2 separate regions of the Danio rerio genome follow, and region 1 is linked to region 2. The links are chromatin contacts, called in public HiCAR-type maps. All regions are on one chromosome and are shown on one strand. Each heading gives the region's core, a stretch centred on a gene start, on an enhancer-like site or on the middle of the called end of the contact. The rest is flanking DNA. Distances are from core to core; before and after follow the strand shown.

Region 1 (3,203 bases), core at 662-3,161, 180 kb after region 2:
AGTTCGCTCTACAAAATGAAACTCTTAGCGCATATGGACTGTTAATTTGTATTTAACTGTTACTGTACGTAAATGGAAGTTTTACCTAACATAATTCAAATTCAAATTCAAATGCTCAAACGATCAAATAATAAATCTAAATGCGTTCTTAAACAAGAAATTAAATGTATTTGATATTTAATTTTAATGAAATGAACAACTCAGAAAAATCCTATAATAATTGAATGACAAATCAAATGCTCAAACTATAATTCAAATGGAGGAGCTAATTTCTGATTCTTGTGATTACACACACACAGCTGGAAGCTCATGATGGACTGAATGCTTGGATTTTGTTTGTTCTTATAATGTATTATCTCTTAGTACCGATTTCCAAAAGAGTTTTTGTGTTTACTCAGTTTCAAACATTTTAGGTCAGTGCAGTTGCTGTTTTCAAAAATTGAGTACATGAGAAAAAGCGAAAGGAAATAAGAATTATTTTTTGTTAGGAGTTTTTTTGTTTACTCAGCTGGCGTTGTTCAGGCAGAAATAGATTTTAGCACCTGTTTTATAAACTACATAGCAGACAGGGCTGAGAAACACTTATATTTTGTTTACAATATGCTCAGTTATTACTAATTATTTATCATTTATCAGTGTGGCATATGTGGTTTGAAGAAACCACACAGATGCTCTGAAGCGGTGTTTAACCATGGATATGGTTGTAGTGACGTCCATTATGAAAATTAACCAGGGTTTTATTATAGTGAATGTGTAGTAGCCATCGTTTACCATTATTAATCTTTTACAGCCATATTTAAACTATGGTTTTTGGCACAAGTTTAATTTGTGGTCACCTTGGTTAAACTACACTTTTCATTTTATTTTCTTCTTTATTTGTAGTAAAAACATGGTTAATTTCGTTGTGTCACTCTTTTTTTTTTTCTGATTGACTTAAAATTAGGTATTTTCTAATCATAACACAAGCTCCTGATTCTTCGAAGACTTAAATTACACCCACAAAAAAAAAAAAAATAATAAAATATATATATATATATATATATATATATATATATATATATATATATATATATATATATATATATATATATATATATATATATATATATATATATATATATATATGAATTTATAGTAAATATAGTGATTTTGAACCATGATATAATAAATTACCTGAATTAATCTGTTGTAGAAGTAACACAGTTTCTATGTATGGTGACCTAACTGTAGTAATAAACAATTGACCCATTACTATGTTTTTTTACTATGTTTTTTAATATAATTGCGTATATTATACTACAATAAACAACAGTTTGCAGTTGTGAAACTAAAGAATACTGCGGTATTTACTACAGTTTGTCACTTCATTACAGATAATATGCTGTAGTGTGTTGTAAATACTATAATACAGTAAAATATACTTGGCTAGTTTGGTTCAAAAAGTGTATTTACTATGAACTACTATAGTACTTTTTCATGTAGGCAGAGAAGGAAAGTTGTGTATCGGCCAAAGATACAGGTCACCCTAATTTTTCAGAAGTGTGACACACTAATCCCACAGTAACCCAGTACACTTTCTCAAGAATCAAGGCAATTTAAAGCCACAAATGTTCTTCAGAAATCGCAGAGGTGCATTTTTTCTCGCAGAGGTCAGTTCTAAAGCATTTTAAAACGTGTAAATTGATTTACACTAATGCTTTACACACACTTTCGCGGTTTGCTTTATATTATTCTCTAAAAGCCAAACGTTTTGCTGAAATGTAGGGCAGAGCTGTCAAACGCAGCTGTCGGTCCCCCTGCTGGTTGGAGCTTGTATTGACATCATCTGCTCGGCCGCTCTGGATTGGCTCCAGGCGCATAAAGGCTGGCGGTCAGAGTGCGCGCTCTCTACTCGTTCTCAAACTGGCGCAGCGCTGCTGGGAGACACTTCTGCACTTTCAGGAGGACCACAGACGAACAGAAGACACCGGCTATAATCAGCTGGGGACTTTTGTGAGAATTCAGCGAGTTCTGCTGTTCACTTTTGAAGCTGCCTGTGAGAATATAATCGCGCCTACTTTGGATTTTACTCTTTGAGATCATGAACTAACGTGAACTTCATTCACGGAGTTTTAAACGGCGGGATTTATACAATTCAAAGGTAACCTAACGTTAGTCTCTTTAAGGGACAGCTATCGCTTTTATACAGTCTGAATCTATTATAAAGCGCATTAGGAGTGGCTTTTGTTTATGTTTTAATTAAATAAAAACAAATGCATGTGACTGGTCTGCGTATTATTCTGTAACGAGCACTTTTGGAAACATGTTCGGCGGCGTTTCCAAATCTAGTAAGATGCCTACCTAGGCGGCATTTTGGGCATCAAAATATGTGCGCTAAAAAAAGTTCTGGTAGTGTTTTAACTCTCTTCAAAAACACGCTATGTACACTGGCACCATGCTAGATTTAGTACAGTCATTATACATTGTAATTATTTAGTAGCCTAAATGCTTTTTAACGAATGAAGTCAGTTGGTAAACTACTGTATAGGGCCATGTACTGTAGTTGTCAAACTGAGTTGTCACAAGGATTATACCTCAGTAAGCAAGGTTTTAGGTGTTCAGGAGAAGTTGTCACATCTTATATTGGTATATACTTACACAATATTTAGTGTTTTAAGTCAGATCAGCAGTTTGAAGTAGTTATTACATTAACATTTTGCTGTTTCAGAAATGTTGTTTAGGTTTAGACACATTTTTATATTTAGAATTAAATTTAGATTATTTTTTTACAACCTACTTAAATGTGAATGTATCTGTGTTAAAAATGACTCTCAAAAATCCTTTAAACCTGAGGAGAAATTGTGTACAAGTTGTGAGAACTATCTCTGTTCTTCCATATAAACCATATATGTTATTACTTTTGTTTCAGGCTTCTGAAGGAAACAACAGGTCTCCCTGTGTGGCTTTGTTATGGGACTTTAACTTTAAACACATCTTGCATCGTCTTTCTTCTTGGAGTGAATTTGGCTAGTTTAAAAAATTATAATTGCGCTCTTCCAGAAATGGTGGGGCATTTACATTTGCAAGCTATGGATGACAGTTTGAAAGGAAAGAACCGAGAGGGACTGCTCGATAGTCCGGATTCGGGACTCCCTCCAAGCCCCAGTCCACCCTTCTACTCTCTGTCGCCGGGGATTCTCGAGTCGCGGTCCGCCAGCTGCTCA
Region 2 (3,089 bases), core at 143-2,642:
TTAAACAAGAATATAAATAGACTCAATGATGTGGTAAAAATCTGTGGATTTCTGTGGTGCAGATTACATATGGACCTTCTTATAACTATCTGAAAGTTATTATCAACAAATGTGCATTTTGGGGGGTGAAATGTCCCTTAAGCAGCTCTTTATCCTGCCCTCCAAATTCTCTCTCATCTCCCCATTAATTATCAATGAGCTGCAGATAGAAGAGACTCTAAAAACACTGCTGTATCCTAGTCACACGCAAACATCCAGCGCTTCCAAGAGGTCACACCCACTACACTCCTGCATGATGTAACATAGTATGATGACATTACATTTGCAACAATAGCAGCAGCAGACATACAGTTCATAATCAGACGTTTCTATTATTAGACAAACCACTTATTAAAGAACACCAAGCATATGCTGCTCATAGAATGGCGAAAATTGTTCATGAGTGACAAAATGTGGGACTTTCATGGCAGCATCTGATTGGCCAGTGCACATCAACACATGCACGTGAGAATGGCTAGGGATGAGCAGGATCATAAACAGCACCTGCATTGCGGACAGCGCAGCAATCACCCATATAAACCACTATCCTAAAATAAAAACAATTACATCAGAATGCACTTAACAGGTATGAAAACAGAAGAATGCGTCTGTTGCAGTTTTGCAGAAAAAAAAACAGCAGCACGTGTCCAAAACAATACTGAAAATAAGTAAAGCTACAAACAAAGGCTTTCAATCAATAATAAGCATACAAAAATATATACTTTAAAAATCTGTACCAATTGATGATGGTTTAAGTAGTATAATTCACGCAGCATGAAATTAATGCGAATTATACCAAATATCGTATGATGCACACTTGACATTCAAAACAAGCAGTCAAGAACGTGTTCCTGTTAATAAGTGTCCAATGACACCTATATGCCACTTTATAACACCGTCGTCTCCAGTTACTGTCACAATAATCAGCCAGCAGCGACTCATTCTGGTCGATTAATGATCTCATCCGTCCGAAAATAAATACGCAACAAGCAGCAGACGCACACACAACCTGATTAATATGCTCTTACACTCTACACTCAAAATATACCTGGCAACATACGTTTAAACATCATGTAGAACAGTGAGCTTTAAAACAGTCAAAGGCTGGAGAGCGAGCAGGTGCAGCAGAGATGCGAGCTGCCCGCATTATTACACCGGAGCAAAGCGCAAAGACGCGGCCGACACCTACCAGAAAGACGCGCTGGAACGACTGAATGGTGATGGGGTCGCTTCTGCTGTCTGTGGGCTGTTGAGAGGAGAGATCTGCGGGGTTTTGGTCTCCTCGCTGGGGCAGAGAGAGAAGGAGAGAGAGAGAGGGCTGTGTCTGTCATCTCCCGGAGATACAACACTAAATAAAGCGGTGCATGCTGGGATACTGAGGAAAATACACACGCGCGCGCACTTCAGCGGGCCTCTGGCGCAGGTGAAACGCACGTACACGATACTAGTACACTTTTTTGTCGTCTTGCTGTCAGTGATGTACAGTGGGATAAGGTAAGTTAAAGTTTATGGGGAGCTTATTGTGTCAAGCGAAATTTATTTGACCCAAAGCGTCATCACCATAGAAACATAATGACGTGCGTTGAGCGCTATTTGAAATGTTTTAAAACCAAGATGAAAATATAAGAAGTACAGCCTAGCATATGATCAGTTGAGGTCAAGACAATAATAATAATAGTAATGTTATTATTATTATTATTATTATTATTATTTTATTAATTCCTTATTTATTTATCAAACAAAATTATTTATTAAAATCCCAAATTATTAATTCTTTATTTTCATTCATTCATTCATTAATTTTCTTTCGGCTTTATTCTTATTTATCAGGTGTCAACTCAGTGAAATGAACCGCAAACTTATGCAGCATATGTTTTGCACAGCGGATACCCTTCCAGCTGCAACCCAGTACTAGGAAACACCCATACACTCTTACCTTGCCACACTCATACTCTCATACTCTACGGCCAGTTTAGTTTATTCAATTCACTTATTTCACATGTCTTTAGATTTTGGGGGAAGCTGGAGCTCCTGGAGGAAACCCACGCCAACACGAGGAGAACATGCAAGCTCCACACAGAAATGCCAACTGGTCCAGCCAGGATTTGAACCAATGACCATGTTGCTGTGAGGCAATAGTGCTAACCACTGAGCCACCATGCCAGTCCTTTATTTTACTTTAGCCATTTTTTTAAACAAGAAAGTAAGAATGTAATTTGAATTTCTTTAATTATTATGTATCTATTCATATAGGGCAGGGGTGCCCAAACTTTTTTGTATGAATGGCCAAAACCAAATATCATTAAGAACCGTGGGCCAAAGGTAAATATACCAATGGGTACCATGGGTAGTTTCCTAATTTATTTAATAATATTTAAAAATAAATTAATTCATTTTCTTTCAGCTTGGTCTCTTTATTAATCCAACTTATCCAGCACATGTTTTACGCAATGGATGCCCTTTCAGCCGCAACCCATCTCTGGGAAACATCCATACACGCTCATTCACACACATACACTGCGGACATTTTACCTTACCCAATTCACCTGTACTGCATGTCTTTGGACAGTGGGGGAAACCGGAGCACCCGGAGAAAATCTACGCGAACGCAGGGAAAACATGCAAACCCCACATAGAAACACCAATTGACCCAGCTGAGGCTCGAACAAGCAACCTTCTTGCTGTGAGGCGACATAACTACCTACTGCGCCACTGCATTGCCCTGTAAAGAGCTCAGTAAGCTTACAGCACCTGATATTCCTAGGCAGTCTCCAATCCAAGTACTAACCAGGCTTAACCCTACTTTACATCTGAGATCAGACAAGATCGGGCATTTCAAAATAAATAGAAAACATTATTTTATACCATATTAATTAATGCAGTATAACTTTTTAAAATTATAAATGAATGCCATAAAAACATAATCACATTTATGACACCGTGAAGTTCAATGCTAAATACACTAAACATTGAAACATCCACATCATTCTTTATCAGTCTCATTCGTCATCCATTGTCGGGTGACAGTATATACATTTAAACAAAATCTG

What was found. HiCAR-type assays count read pairs that join an accessible place to other places.
Region 1: a contact with region 2 is called in a HiCAR-type map of caudal fin, with 7 times the contacts expected there. The contact joins the promoter of rflna here to the promoter of ccdc92 in region 2. A contact is called at or near these places in 2 of 18 Hi-C or Micro-C datasets (caudal fin and an unstated tissue) and 1 of 4 datasets of contacts at active chromatin or transcription factors (caudal fin).

The regions. Positions count from the first base shown.
Region 1 is chr8:51,760,933-51,764,135 of GRCz12tu, forward strand. rflna (refilin A) reads left to right here and starts at 1,912. Exons shown (of 4, transcript NM_001007031.2): 1 at 1,912-2,140; 2 at 2,909-3,203. The coding sequence starts at 3,042.
Region 2 is chr8:51,578,420-51,581,508 of GRCz12tu, forward strand. ccdc92 (coiled-coil domain containing 92) reads right to left here and starts at 1,393. Exons shown (of 4, transcript NM_001037705.2): 1 at 1,229-1,393. It overlaps LOC141375904 (a long non-coding RNA gene), which reads left to right and starts at 996. Exons shown (of 3, transcript XR_012384713.1): 1 at 996-1,462.